Linked DNA regions of Mus musculus: regions 2, 3, 4 and 5 are each linked to region 1. A link is a contact called in public ChIA-PET, HiChIP or PLAC-seq and promoter capture Hi-C data. All regions are on one chromosome and are shown on one strand. The core of a region is the stretch at or near the end of the contact, and the rest is flanking DNA. Distances in the headings are between cores, read along the strand shown. Region 1 holds the start of Ube2e3 (ubiquitin-conjugating enzyme E2E 3). Region 2 overlaps Gm46750 (a long non-coding RNA gene). Region 3 has its middle 180 kb from the start of Gm39865. Region 4 has its middle 140 kb from the start of Gm39865. Region 5 has its middle 5.3 kb from the start of Gm35748.

Region 1 (2,550 bases), core at 36-2,535:
TGCAGCACGTTACAGGGAATCTGATACGTATCATAATTTATAATGCAGGCGTTGAGGGATTTACCAAAATGCAAGTTGGAAAACCCACTCACATTTTTTTCCCATCCCTTGGACAATCTATCAATTGTCTACTTTCTCAGAAGGCATGAAACAGATTTGCCAGGGAACTTGGGCAACGGGCATTAATAACATATGACAACTGTAAATAACAGATCTCGCCGAGAATGTTCAGAAGTCACTAATACCGTCTAAATATTTACAGGCTGACACCGGTCTGAGCGATCAAATCCTCCTTCCCAGAGGAAAAACATACCCCGTTAGTCGCCCATATGCTTATTTACGGTGACGGGGTCCTCCCGTGCGCACCGAAAGCCTTTGAACACAGCACTCGAATTTAAAAAAAAAAAAAAAATCAACTGGCAGCCGCCCCACAGCCGTCCCCACGGCCGGCGGCGAGGATTCACCGGGCCGAGCCCGAGCTGCCACCCGGGGAAGGGCAGGCTCCAAACTGCACCTTCTGCAAAGCTCCCGGTGCCATCGACGTTCCCCGCTCAATTCCTCCCTCACCGACCGACATTTTGTTATTTTAAAAAAAAAAAAAAAAATCCGCAAAGCGGCCAAAACCCCGAGGGCAAAACAAACAAACAAACAAAAGCCCTCCCCCACCCCCCACCCCCAGAAGTGCAACAAATTGGCGCGGCCCGCCCCGGGGCGAGCACTGGGCCACGCAGCTCCGCGGTCCTTTGTGGGGAGGGCCGCGCAGGGGACCGCGCCACTGCGCCCGCCCGCCGGGGGATGCGGGACCCGCCGCCCCGCGCCGCTGACTGACTAGCGCGGCGGACTGAGGAGCGCGGCGCCCGGCGCGAACAAAGCTGCCGCCCCCGCCCCCGCCGCCCCCCACGCGGGCCCCGGCCCCGCCGCCTTACCTCGGCCGCCCGCCCGGCCCGCTCGTGCGCCGCTACGCTGTGGGGGAGGGAGAGCGCCGAGGAACCTTCCTTGAGGAAATGGAGGCAGCCTGGGGGGGGCACCGGGGGGGCGGGAAAAGAAGCCGCCGCCGAGGCTCCGGCCCGGGAGTGTGGAACATCGAAAGTCGCAGGCGGCCGTGCAGTGCCGCGCTGCGGCCGGAGGGTGGCGCCGCCCCGCGCTCCGGGAGCCACGGTGGGGTGGGCGCTCTGCCGGCCGAAGGCGAAGGCGCAGGGACGCGGGAGCCCCCCGCGCGCTCAGCCTCCCGCCGCTGCGCTCGGCTCGGCTCGGCTCGGCTCCTCCCGGTCGCGCAGTCAGCAAGTTCCGAGCGAGCGGGCGGGCGGGGGAGGGGCGGGCGCGGCGGCGCGCGTGCTCGCTGCTTGCCTGGCGGAGGGGGCGCGAGCGGCTCCCGCGCGCCCCCGCGCGAGCGCGCTCCCGCTGCGCCTTCTTTTTTTTTTTTTTTCCGCCGGGTGGGGGGTGGCGGGCGGGGGGTGGCGGAGGTTGGGGAGCTGGGGGGCGGGGGGGCAGATGCGCACGCGTCCGCCCGCGCGCGGCCGGGACAAAGAGCGCGGCGGGGACCGGCGGGCTGGCCCCTGCGCCCTTGGCCGCCGAGCTCGTACTGGAAGAGGAGGACGAGGAGGCGGGGGCGGGGGCGCGGTCTCGCGGGGCCGCGGGTGGCTTCCGGCCTGAGCCCGCCTCCGGGCCGACGCTGCCCAGTGGACTACCCGCCCCTGAGGTTAGGGGCCGGCGGTTACCCCGGGAATCCCGTACCTGAGCGAGAACCCTGGCGCGTGACTGGGGCTTCCCCGGTGCCCCGAGAGGCAGGCGATGAATGGTGTTATTGAGGAGGCCAGGCACGCAGGCAAAGGAAAGCTGCTTCTGGCCCCTCTGAGCTGAAGGAAGTAGCAAGGTAGAGTCCTGGGCTTCTGAGCGAGGTGAATAGGATTTTGAGACCAGGGGACCTACCTCGGCTAATCTCTGGCTCCCGTCCTGCAATGGCGCTGCCAAAAGGGGACTGCCCTCTGGACGCTTTGGAAACTTACAAAATCCCAAACTGTGTTTTAAATGTCCCGCTCAAGATGTAAAAAGTGGAGTGAGGAAGTTTAGGGGCAATAACCCGATGTGTCTGGCGGCGGGCTCTGCTTTGCGAGAGAGAGAGAGAGAGAGAGAGAGAGAGAGAGAGAGAGAGAGAGAGAGAGAGAGAGAGAGAGAGAGAGAGAGAGACCACTTCTGGATAGAGAAGCCATGGAGGGACTGACTCTATATGACACTGTCCTCATTAAAAGTTTTAGATAGGAATCAGGAAGGTTGCTGGTTTACTCCTGCCTTGCTTTTTGCGGAATCTTCCAAGTGGAGTCCAGTTTTGCCCCAAGCACAAAATAGACAGAAGTCCAGAAACTTCCTGTTTGCCGCTCCTGAGACCATGTTCCAGTGATGGAACCTCGAAGGAATTTGTGCATTCCTCTCTCAAGAGTGTTCAGGGCCAGGGGTCCTGGGAGGAGGAGTTCACAGAAGAAACTAGAATGGCGGAGCCATAAGACATGAGCCAATGCTCAAGAGAAAGGAAAATGAAAAGAAGTGAGCCAA
Region 2 (2,550 bases), core at 32-2,531, 480 kb after region 1:
TGGTATGCCATTGGGCATCTCATAAATAAATAAATAAATAAATAAATAAATAAATAAATAAATAAATACAAGCAAGCATACAGTGGTATACATACCCATGCATATACTCATATTTGAAAATAAAAGATCCATTTATTCTGACCAAGACTGTTAGGAAATTATGAGAACAGTGAAGAGCGATGAGCTTGTATATTAGCTCAGGAGCAACAGAAGAGATCATGGATGCCATTTGTATGACTGATATATGAGCAGTAAAGACCGAATCGTTGAAGAAAAAAGTAGGACTTTTTTTTTTTTCTTCAGGAAAATAACAGTGATGTTATCACGTGAATCGACTAAATAGATAGCCCTTCACAGATGTAAGCCTAAAGTCACCTGGAAGACAGCTCCACTCAACAGACTACTCTGCTAATTCTCCCAAGATCCATTCCATTCTGTGAAAAGTAACTTGTAGCTTCTTTTACTTGGGACACATCCACTTGCGAATCGGAATGCTTATTATTTACACATCTTTTCTGATTCCACCAATTCAATTCTTTGGTGATTGACTCTTCCACAGGTGGAAAAGAGTTGTATTCTCTCCTGAGAGACCTAACTAAGGAGGCGGCAGCAGCAATACACTCTCAGCATTTATTGTGGATGGGGTTTGGAGAGACGGATGGCCCAGTGGTTAAGAGCACTTGCTGTTCTCCTAGAGGACCTATGTTCAATTATCAGCACCCATTGATAATGTTAACAACTTCCTGCAATTCCAGTTTCAAAGGCTCAGATGCCCTCTTCTAGCCTTAGAAGGCCATGGGTGCCTGTGGCACACAGACATATAAGCAGGCAGAACATCCAGCCACTAAGACAAAAGTTAATAAATCTTTTCTCTTGAAAAAAAGAATGGTTCTTGGGGCTGTTGAGATGGTTCACCATTAAAATCTCTTGCCACCAAGCCTGACAGCCCAGGTTTGATCTCCAGAACATGGTAGGAGAAAACTAACTTTTTCAAGATTACCTCTGACCTCCATCCATGTGACATGTGCTCTGGTGAGTATGACAGCATACATAATTAACTTAATGTAAACAAAACAAAACTAAGAAATTTTTAGAATCCTAGAGTTTAGACATGGCAATTAAATATTTTTGGTTTTCATGTAGATATTTGAAATTATACAGAGAATACTTAGCTTTATTTTTATAGTGAGGAAATTCCATAGGTTTTCTTAGGTTCTTAGATTGGTAGACAGCAAATAGCTTATGGCTTCTGCAGCTTACATCCTTTCTTGTGCAAATACTCTTTTACACGCCTCGCAGCCTCTAGGGAAACAGCTATAAAATGACTCATGAACATCTGGGCACAGGAGATCCCCGTCCCCCCACCCCCGCTCATCCACTCCTTATTCTGTTTAATTTTTCCACATTGTAAGAAGACAAACATAGAATGACAAACATAATCTACAAAAAAAGAAAGAGAAAAAACATTTAATTTAAAATATCAACATAAATAAACAAGACTTTTATAATGATATCCAGGAAATAATGATGCCTATAAGGATGAATTAGAATAAAATATTGAATTTAAAATATCAGAATAAATACAAATTCAACGATAGTCAGGATATATACATGATCTTATAAAAACTAGTTATATAATTTAAAAAAATTCTCATTAATATCTAGGCATGTTAATTTTTTCTAGAGACAAGACCTGCCTCAGTAAATACTATTTTAAAATTAATTTATATTCTTTCTCACATTAACTTTTAGTGTTTTTAAATAAAAGACATAGCATATTGCTTCCTACAGGGCAACTAACATTTCATTTTTTTCATAGCTCTGTCATCTGTGTGCTTATTAAATGTTAAAGTGGATAATCAGGTCAACTGATATCCCAGGGGTGAAAGGAGGTGGCAATGTACAGGGGCCTAGCTCTATGTCACAGAGTCAAGGCAAGATTAAAAAGTCAAAATGAGGCAGAGAAGCACAGAGATAGCTTAGCAATGAATGGCCCCACGTGACTTGTGCTTCACACATTTGCATTCTCCAAGGAAGCACATAGCAACCTAGGACCTCCCCTGCATCGAGCTGTATGTGCATCCCTCTCCAAAGGAAGCAATCAGGTCACTTCAACCTCTGACTACCTTGCAACCCTAAATAACTTCCCCTCTGTGACCATATACACCTTAGAATATATCCAGAAAAGAGGGGAGTAAGCCAAGCCAGACTGGACTGGTTTTAAGTGTATGTGCAATAAGGCAAACGGTAGCCTCAGAATAAACTTTCAAGGGAATATCCTATTTAAAGTCTTATTCCTGTGCATGACTGAGTGTGGACATGAAATAAAATCAAGTGCATTGTGGGAAAGTACATATACAGAAAAGAAAGGCTATCTATCTCAAGACTATCACCGAAACAGGAAAACACCCACGTCTCAGCCTTAGTTAGCAAACAAGTCCTACTTTTGGACCCATACAAAGAGGCAACACACAGTAAGTCAGTGCTCTTGAAAGTTCTAACTCAGGTAGCCTTTGAATGTTCTTTAGAGCATCTTGACTTTGCTTTTAA
Region 3 (2,550 bases), core at 14-2,513, 300 kb after region 1:
GGAACACACTGCTCACTTTGGCTCTTATGAAGGAAGAAGGAGAGTCCTTTGAGTCCCATCTTGCCTGGAGCTACTCACCACAGTTCAATTCCAGACCAAACACAGGGCAGTTTCCGTTCTGTTCCATGATTCCTGGAGGGAGTTAGACCTTATGCATTTTCTTCCCGTATCAATCCCGACTTTGCGACTCTAAGCAGTGGAAGTGTTACTAGCTTCAGCTGCGTGTTTAAAAACAATAAAGGCAAGTTTCTTCTCAATGTTGGCCTGGATGTTTTTGAATTGCCTCTGGAGCATAGGCCAGTAAGATTATCTGTGGACATTCCTAGGCCTGTGTCATGCTCTGTAGCCATTTAGTAAGTCTAAGTTCAGAAGACTGAGGCTTCACACATGGCTCCTGCCTGTGTAGCCGTTTCTTTAAAACTGAACCATCTCCTTCTGGAGGAAGAAGACTTCTTCTTTATTTTTTTTCCTCTTTTTTTTTTTAAATTAGGTATTTTCTTCATTTACATTTCCAATGCTATCCCAAAAGTCCCCCATACCCTCCCCCTGCACTCCCCTACCCACCCACTCCCACTTCTTGGCCCTGGCTTTCCCCTGTACTGGGGCATATAAAGTTTGCAAGATCAAGGGGCCTCTCTTTCCACTGATGGCTGACTAGGCCATCTTTTGATACATATGCAGCTAGAGACACAAGCTCCGGGGGGGGGGGGGGGTACTGGTTAGTTCATAATGTTGTTCCACCTATAGGGTTGCAGATCCCTTTAGCTCCTTGGGTACTTTCTCTAGCTCCTCCATTGGGAGCCCTGTGATCCATCCAATAGCTGACTGTGAGCATCCACTTCTGTGTTTGCTAGGCCCCGGCATAGCCTCACAAGAGACAGCTATATCAGGGTCCTTTCAGCAAAATCTTGCTAGTGTATGCAATGGTGTCAGCATTTGGAGGCTGATTATGGGATGGATCCCCGGGTATGGCAGTTTCTAGATGGTCTATCCTTTCGTCTCAGCTCCAAACTTTGTCTCTGTAACTCCTTCCATGGGTCTTTTGTTCCCATTCTAAGGGGCAAAGTGTCCACACTTTGGTCTTCAGGGACTTCTAAGACCCAGGAAGCTCCCTGCTTACAGGATTCCCAAAGCCCCTCCCAGAGCTTAGATGCCTGGTAATCTCTCTGAAAAGAATTTCTGTCTACAAGTCACAGGCCCAGCTGCAGGGAAGTCGTTTTCTCTCATCACGCCTATGTTGGGGTGGGATTTTGGTGATTCAGTGTCTTTGAATTGTGGATGTGGTCTGTAAAGAAACACTCACCTACGCTCCTGTGAGTAACTGATTCACCAAGTTATAATGAGGCAGAAATGTTCTGCCATTGGTATCTGGGATGAACAAATATTTGTTCATGGCTCCCTAGGAACCATGTGGAGTTCAATTTGTTCAAGGCTCACACAGTTCTCTCATTTATTAAAACTCTAGATCAGTAAAAAAATGAGGCTTTAACTCCAGCTAAGTGCCATCCAGGTTTTCTTTAGTCTGATCTAAGGATAGACAGATGAAATGGTAAAATTTGCTTGCAAAAATGTCTGATGTTGTATTTTGGATTTTATTTTTCTTATATAAACATCTTTTTTTGTACTCTTGGTACTCAATATTGACAAGGCTCCAAGGAATTTTCAGTAGTTGTTTCTGCTGCTGCTGCTGCTTCTGCTGCTGCTGCTGCTGCTTCTTCTTCTTCTTCTTCTTCTTCTTCTTCTTCTTCTTCTTCTTCTTCTTCTTCTTCTTCTTCTTCCTCTTCTATTGGATATTTTCTTTGTTTACGTTTCAAATGTTATCCCCTTCTTATGCATCCTCAGTAGAAATCTGAAATCAAACTATAGGTGGCTCAGTGGTTAAAAACACCTACTACTCTTATGGAAGGCAAGAGTTCCCAGTACCCACATTGGATGGCTCACAACTGCCTCTAACTCCAGCTGCAAAAGATCCAGTGTCCCTTTCTCATCTCTGTGGGCACCTGCTCATCCATGCACATCCACACATAGACAGATACACAAAATATATGTAAGGAAAAAGTTGGAAAATAAAATAAAAATGTAGCATCACTACTAGGACTAAAACCACATCAGTCCCACTGTCAAGTTGTTTTGGGGGTACAGTGGTTGTTATCCATGGATTATAAACATACCTGGGTGAGGTTTTGCTTAGCCTTGCTATTTATTGTTATTTAAGAACTCAAAGTTGGCTATTTTATGTGGTACATTATAGACTTTTTGGTAAGATGAAAATGAACTGCCTGGTAGAGGGAGAACACAGCCCACAGAATCAACTAAGCAGGGTTTTCATACGGGTTCAGAGACTGAAGTGACCGCCAGGGAGTCTGCATGGGTCTCTGCAATGTCCTCTGCACAGATGTCATGGTTGTGAAGCTTGGTGTTCTTGTGGGACTCCTAACAATGGGAGTAGGGGTGTGTCTGACTCTCTTACCTGTGCTTAGGACTCTTTTTCTCCTGCTGGGATGACCAGTCCAGCCTTGGTAAGAGGGTTTGTGCCTAGTCTTAGTGTAT
Region 4 (2,550 bases), core at 23-2,522, 260 kb after region 1:
GCACATGCCCCTTGTACTCTTATACTATTTGGGGTCATTTCAGGTGGTAACAGGCATATATGCTTGAATGGACCAAATGAAGATTTGGGTATATAACACTTATTACGGCTTAGGGTGGTTTGACGCTAGGGTGGTTTGAACCTTTTCCTGAAGGTTCTTAGTCTTAATGACTCCTCTAATATGAGAACCTCTCCCTCAATTACCTATAGACCCAGAACTATTTGTGCATTTACCATTCTGGAATTAATTGTCTTGTATTTTTGTTGTTAGTGTTGGTGGTGTTTGTCTTTTGTTTTTCTGTTCTTTATTTGGGAAGGGGGGGATGTTTGTAACTTTTTCTATTTTGAGTTAAAGCATTTTTTTTTTTAACTTTGTACATAGCACCTGGTATATGCCAGGTGCTGTTTTGGTTGGGTAGGAAGAAAATACCAAGTTTAAAGAGGCATTCCTTGTAGTGTCTAGGAGGGAGGAAGGTATGCAAATCAGTATTTAAAATAGCTAAATGTAGTCTAGACTTGGTGCTCTGAGGAGAGGTGGGGTTGCATGGCAAATCAGACACAGCTTAGCAAGAGACCTTCTATTTCTGTTTAATCCTAACACAAGGGTTAGGAAAGGAATTTTAGGTGGAGGTTGAACCGAATGTGAGATATATGCTACCTGAATGGCAGCAGACTGAATCTTTCCTAAACTAAAGCTTTTCATCTTTATGAAAGAGACACATAAACACCAGAGTACATTCTGCTTCCATAAAAGTGGGAAGCCACAGGGATTCTCCTCTCCAGCCACCTTGACCCTGGATACATATACCAGCAAGACTTTCAGGGACTTGATCCTTACAGAGGAAATACACTCACATTGACTAAACTAAGAGGGTGTTTTTTTTTCAGTCAAATACAACAAATATTTCTTTTCCAACACATTGTAAAGATGAACACTAGAAAGTAAAATACATTTTAATGTCAAAATATTTTTGAAGACCTGTTAAGAACCAATTGATGTCCAACGTTTTCAATCTTGAGTAAAATTGGACTACATTTTAGTTGTCCTTGACAAAGGTAATTTTTATTGGAATTATAATAGGACAAGCAGGTGTAAGGGGGGAAGTTGAGGAACCCCATCTCTAAATGACTTTCCATGTAGGCACCCTTGCATTGTTTGTAAACACAGCTCTTCGCAGAAATGCTTGTTCAGACAGGAAACAAAGTGGGTGCACTCATTGTGGCCTAAATTAAGCTTTGTTCTCAGGTTGCTATAGCAACCTTATCGGTACCAAATGTCCTGCTCTAGAAAATAATTGGAAGCATTTTCCTCTTCTTTGGGTAGAAAAATCAAAGTAGTATTCATCCTTTCTTTTTTTCTTTTTTCTTTTCTTTTTGTATCGTCATTCTACACAAAACATATTAGTTTAAAAAAATCAGCAAACATCATGAATGAACACATGTATTTACATATGTAATTATGACAGCAACATCAGAAAAGTAAGACTGAAATCACCATGAATAATCCAGACATTATATGGCACAACAGGGAGTTAAATAAAATGCTTAAATAAAGACAGTTTTATCCTGTAGCAGGGATCAGAAGGCCATGAATTGTTTGTTGGGGCTCTGTACATGTTAGTTACAAGTTAGTGTTTAGTCACTTTCGTGACAAAATATCTGATGAAAACATTTAAGGGAAAAAGGCTTTATTTCAGCTCATGGTTTCAAGGGTGTTAGTTCAGGGCTGGCTTTCTCCATTGCTTTTAATCTTGTGGAAAGGCAGACAGATCACCCTGGAAGAGCACGGCCTGGGACAGCTGTAGTCCTCATGGCAACCAGGAACTAGGATGAGACCAAACAAAGAAACAGCAGCAAGGGATCCCCTTCAGTGACATGACCCCAGTGATTTACTTCCTTCAATCAGAGTCTACCTTCTAGACTGTCATCATTCAGTAAGAACATGAAGTTAAGACTCCACTCATAAGTCAGTCCACTGATTAAGTCAGAGACCTTAGGGGCCAGTCACATCAGCCAAACCCCACCTCTGAACAACTATAGAGAGCAAATCTTGAAAGCACACCACTTTCAGGGACATTTCACATGCAAAGGGCACATGAACTACCTACTTACTGTGTCACGAAGAAATGCTTGAGAGGAGTTGAGGAATAGCTGAGATGGTCATATTATTGACAGTATTGCAAATAGATTTAAGGACTATAGAACATTCGGCATAGCACAGAAAAGCCTGAAAGGAAACTGAGGAGGAGCAAGTGGCCAAAAGGGAGGTTTGTGGAGACCAGGCAATGCTCTACTTTAGGTCACACCATGGTGTGTAAAACAGCGACTTCAGAATCTGCTTGTCCTATAAAAACTCTAAAACAATGGTTGGCTCCATCTTGAGTGCTGAGTCAGACTGATTCTGTATCCAGATTTGTGCTGTAGAACAATTCCTATCTGTCCAACACAAAATATAATCCACAGGCAATTTACTCATGCAAGTAAAATTATACCTTAACCTGTGACATTAGCAAATTAAATCAAGAATACACAGGTACACAAGTGCAATCAA
Region 5 (2,550 bases), core at 33-2,532, 260 kb before region 1:
ACTGTGAGCATCCACTTCTGTATTTGCCAAGCAGTGGCATAGCCTCATATAAGACAGTTATACCAGGGTCCCTTCAGCAAAATCTTGCTGGCATATGCAATAGTGTCTGGGTTTGGTGGCTGATTATGGGATGGATCCCCAGGTGGTGTAGTCTCCAGATAGTCCATCCTTTCGTCTTAGCTCCAAACTTTGTCTCTGTAACTCCTTTCATGGGTATTTTGTTCCCTGTTCTAAGGAGGAATGAAGTTTCCACCCATTGGTCTCCCCTCTTCTTGATTTTCTTGTGTTTTGCAAATTGTATCTTGGGTGTTCTATGTTTCTGGGCTAATATCCACTTATCAATGAGTGCATATCTAATGACTTCTTTTGTGATTGGGTTACCTTACTTAGACAGAACAAATTTTGGGTCAAAAGTTTTGTGGGTGGGTTGGTGTCCTTATTTCTCTACTGGGGGTCTTGCCTGGCTACAGGAGATGACCTCTTCAGGTTCTATATCCCCACTGTTAGGCTTCTTAGCTGAGGTCACCCAAATTGACTCCTGGTAGGCTCCCCTATCCCAGGTCTCTGGGACTTCCCAGAGATCCCCCCTCCAACCTCCCCACCTCTTTCACCCCCAGCAAGTGTAGATTTCCATTCATTCTCCTGGGCCTCTTTCCTGTCTCTTCCCACACCTGACCCTGCCTCCCTATTCTCCTCCCGCTCCCCTCTCCCACCCTGTTCCCTCCTTTCCTCTGTCTCTTATTCTGTTTCCCCTTCTAAGTGTGATTCAAGTACCCTTGCTTGGGCCTTCCTTCTTATCTAACTTCTTTGGGTCTGTAGGGTATATCATGGGCATTCTATACTTATCAGTGAGTACATACCATGCCTGTTCTTTTGAATCTGGGTTACCTCATCCAGGATAATATCTTCTAGTCCTATCCATTTAACTGCAAAATTTATGATGTCCTTGTTTTTAATGGCTGAATCATATTCTAATGTGTAAATGAACCACATTTTCTTTATCCATTCTTCAGTTGAGGGACATCTAGATTGTTCCCAGCTTCTGGCTATTATGGATAAATTTGCTATGAACATAATGGAGCATGTGTCCTCGTGGTATGGTGGAGCATATTTTGGGTCTACGGCCAGGAACAGTATAGCTGAGTCTCTTCTTTGAGACACTGATGCCCCAGACAAGAATTGCACCTTAATGGCTTGAAACCAACTTCTCCTTCCTTGCCTTACATTTGCGGTGTTCAAAGAGGACACAAGCAAAGGTTTCAGTTACAGAGTAAACAGGCTAAAAATGTACATCCTGTGAAAGACTCAGAGAATGAGACTCCACAGGAGTCGGAAGACTCAGAAAGGGGAGAGGACTCACAAACATTTTACAAACACCTTTGTTCCTCTGGATGTCTCCTTCCGCCCCTTAGATCCTTTCTGTCACATCCTGTTCCCCTCCTTTCAATAACCCATTCCCCTTTATTTCTATGGCTTTTGACTCATTTCTGCATCTCCTTTATTGTGGACAATTCTTCAATGTATTTAAAATGAAGATATTTACAGAACAGTAAATGAAAATGATACAGTTCTTTTCTTTTTTTCCCAGTTTGTCCTCATCCGGCGTCTGATGCTTCTTATGAGCCTTGACCTCCCTTGCTGGGTGGAGGAGTCTCTCTCGGCTCCTGCACACATGAATCATGCAGTCACTTCCAGAATAAAGTCTACTTCCTTTTAAAGACCACCTAACATATAATTAGCTATGTGTTTATTCCTCAGAGCAAGGCTAATACCACATTCACATTTTAATACAGGAAGTATTTACTTGGTATATAATGTGTGGCTTGTATTTTCTACAGTAAGGTTGCCTAGAATTTATTATTAATACTGTGCATTGGTCACTACAATATGATTAGTGAGTAGTTTTGTGACATTACTTTAATAACCTCTTTGCAAGATCACCTATTTATATTTTATCTGGTGAAATAATAAACTTTCAATACTGGAATGTAAATTTGGCACAGCCTTGTTCACAGCTGTTAAGAGAATACAAAATGAAAACCCCATAGCTGGTCATGTTCATATCATAAATGGATTAATACTGACTTTTGCTGATACATCCTCAACTGAACGTAAACCTTGAAATGAGGAAACGTGAGACTTTACTTTCTTTAGTTTTGTCAACTGTTTGAGGTCAAGCTCCTGAAGATAAGAAAGCACACCACACTGCAGAGATATAGATGTATATATATATACTCTACAACAGTTTCAAACTGTCACTATAGCTTCCCAGACCGCAAGATAGCTCCACTAGTAGGGAGAGAGACTCAAGTATTTTAAGCAATTCTCTCACACAATAGTTTTTTGGTTGTTGACAGTTAAGCTGTGGACTGAGGGTCAAGGGTACTGAGAGTGGTGAGTGGCAACCTTTTATGCCTCTCACTTGTTGGACTCCCTGTCTTTCTTCTCAGCTATTCAGGGGCTCTGAGGTGAAACTACAGTACTGTAAGCATCGAATCTGCAAAGTCTAGTGACACCCCCGCCCCCTAGGCACGGGCACAGAGAACAGAG

Evidence for each region. Promoter capture Hi-C pulls out the DNA fragments that hold promoters and counts their contacts. ChIA-PET counts read pairs in DNA pulled down with a chosen protein or histone mark. HiChIP or PLAC-seq counts read pairs in DNA pulled down with a chosen protein or histone mark.
Region 2: a contact with region 1 is called in an HNF4G HiChIP or PLAC-seq map of pancreatic cancer cells. The contact joins the enhancer-like site here to the promoter of Ube2e3 in region 1. A contact is called at or near these places in 6 of 39 promoter capture datasets (the 3T3-L1 cell line, 3T3-L1-derived adipocytes, cranial neural crest and 2 more), 3 of 484 Hi-C or Micro-C datasets (the G1E-ER4 cell line, Sertoli cells and myocytes) and 9 of 115 datasets of contacts at active chromatin or transcription factors (bone marrow-derived macrophages, cardiomyocytes, craniofacial prominence and 6 more).
Region 3: a contact with region 1 is called in a FOXA1 HiChIP or PLAC-seq map of pancreatic cancer cells. The contact joins the enhancer-like site here to the promoter of Ube2e3 in region 1. A contact is called at or near these places in 3 of 39 promoter capture datasets (the 3T3-L1 cell line, 3T3-L1-derived adipocytes and macrophages), 2 of 484 Hi-C or Micro-C datasets (cortical neurons and embryonic fibroblasts), 9 of 115 datasets of contacts at active chromatin or transcription factors (bone marrow-derived macrophages, cardiomyocytes, craniofacial prominence and 6 more) and 1 of 9 other capture datasets (macrophages).
Region 4: a promoter capture Hi-C map of hippocampal neurons shows a contact between it and region 1, with 3 times the contacts expected there. The contact joins the enhancer-like site here to the promoter of Ube2e3 in region 1. A contact is called at or near these places in 3 of 39 promoter capture datasets (the 3T3-L1 cell line, 3T3-L1-derived adipocytes and hippocampal neurons), 2 of 484 Hi-C or Micro-C datasets (cortical neurons and myocytes), 1 of 115 datasets of contacts at active chromatin or transcription factors (embryonic stem cells) and 1 of 9 other capture datasets (embryonic stem cells).
Region 5: a contact with region 1 is called in an RNA polymerase II ChIA-PET map of effector CD8 T cells, with 6 read pairs. The contact joins the enhancer-like site here to the promoter of Ube2e3 in region 1. A contact is called at or near these places in 2 of 39 promoter capture datasets (fetal liver and pre-B cells), 1 of 484 Hi-C or Micro-C datasets (Th1 cells), 2 of 115 datasets of contacts at active chromatin or transcription factors (effector CD8 T cells and memory CD8 T cells) and 1 of 9 other capture datasets (adipose tissue).

Annotation. Positions count from the first base shown.
Region 1 is chr2:78,867,782-78,870,331 of GRCm38.p6, reverse strand. It overlaps Ube2e3 (ubiquitin-conjugating enzyme E2E 3), which reads right to left and starts at 1,285. Exons shown (of 6, transcript NM_009454.2): 1 at 927-1,285.
Region 2 is chr2:78,392,057-78,394,606 of GRCm38.p6, reverse strand. All of the region lies in intron 1 of Gm46750 (a long non-coding RNA gene), which reads right to left. Among named protein-coding and RNA genes, the nearest start is that of Gm46750, 5.5 kb to the right of the region's middle. Within about 2 kb of position 1,281, at least 5 of the 459 cell types and tissues checked have an H3K27ac peak or open chromatin away from gene starts, as enhancers often do. A contact at or near this core is called in pancreatic cancer cells, where this site is marked.
Region 3 is chr2:78,571,499-78,574,048 of GRCm38.p6, reverse strand. No RefSeq gene overlaps it. Among named protein-coding and RNA genes, the nearest start is that of Gm39865, 180 kb to the left of the region's middle. Within about 2 kb of position 1,263, at least 6 of the 459 cell types and tissues checked have an H3K27ac peak or open chromatin away from gene starts, as enhancers often do. A contact at or near this core is called in pancreatic cancer cells, where this site is marked.
Region 4 is chr2:78,606,748-78,609,297 of GRCm38.p6, reverse strand. No RefSeq gene overlaps it. Among named protein-coding and RNA genes, the nearest start is that of Gm39865, 140 kb to the left of the region's middle. Within about 2 kb of position 1,272, at least 2 of the 459 cell types and tissues checked have an H3K27ac peak or open chromatin away from gene starts, as enhancers often do. A contact at or near this core is called in hippocampal neurons, where this site is marked.
Region 5 is chr2:79,126,318-79,128,867 of GRCm38.p6, reverse strand. No RefSeq gene overlaps it. Among named protein-coding and RNA genes, the nearest start is that of Gm35748, 5.3 kb to the right of the region's middle. Within about 2 kb of position 1,282, at least 42 of the 459 cell types and tissues checked have an H3K27ac peak or open chromatin away from gene starts, as enhancers often do. A contact at or near this core is called in effector CD8 T cells and memory CD8 T cells, where this site is marked.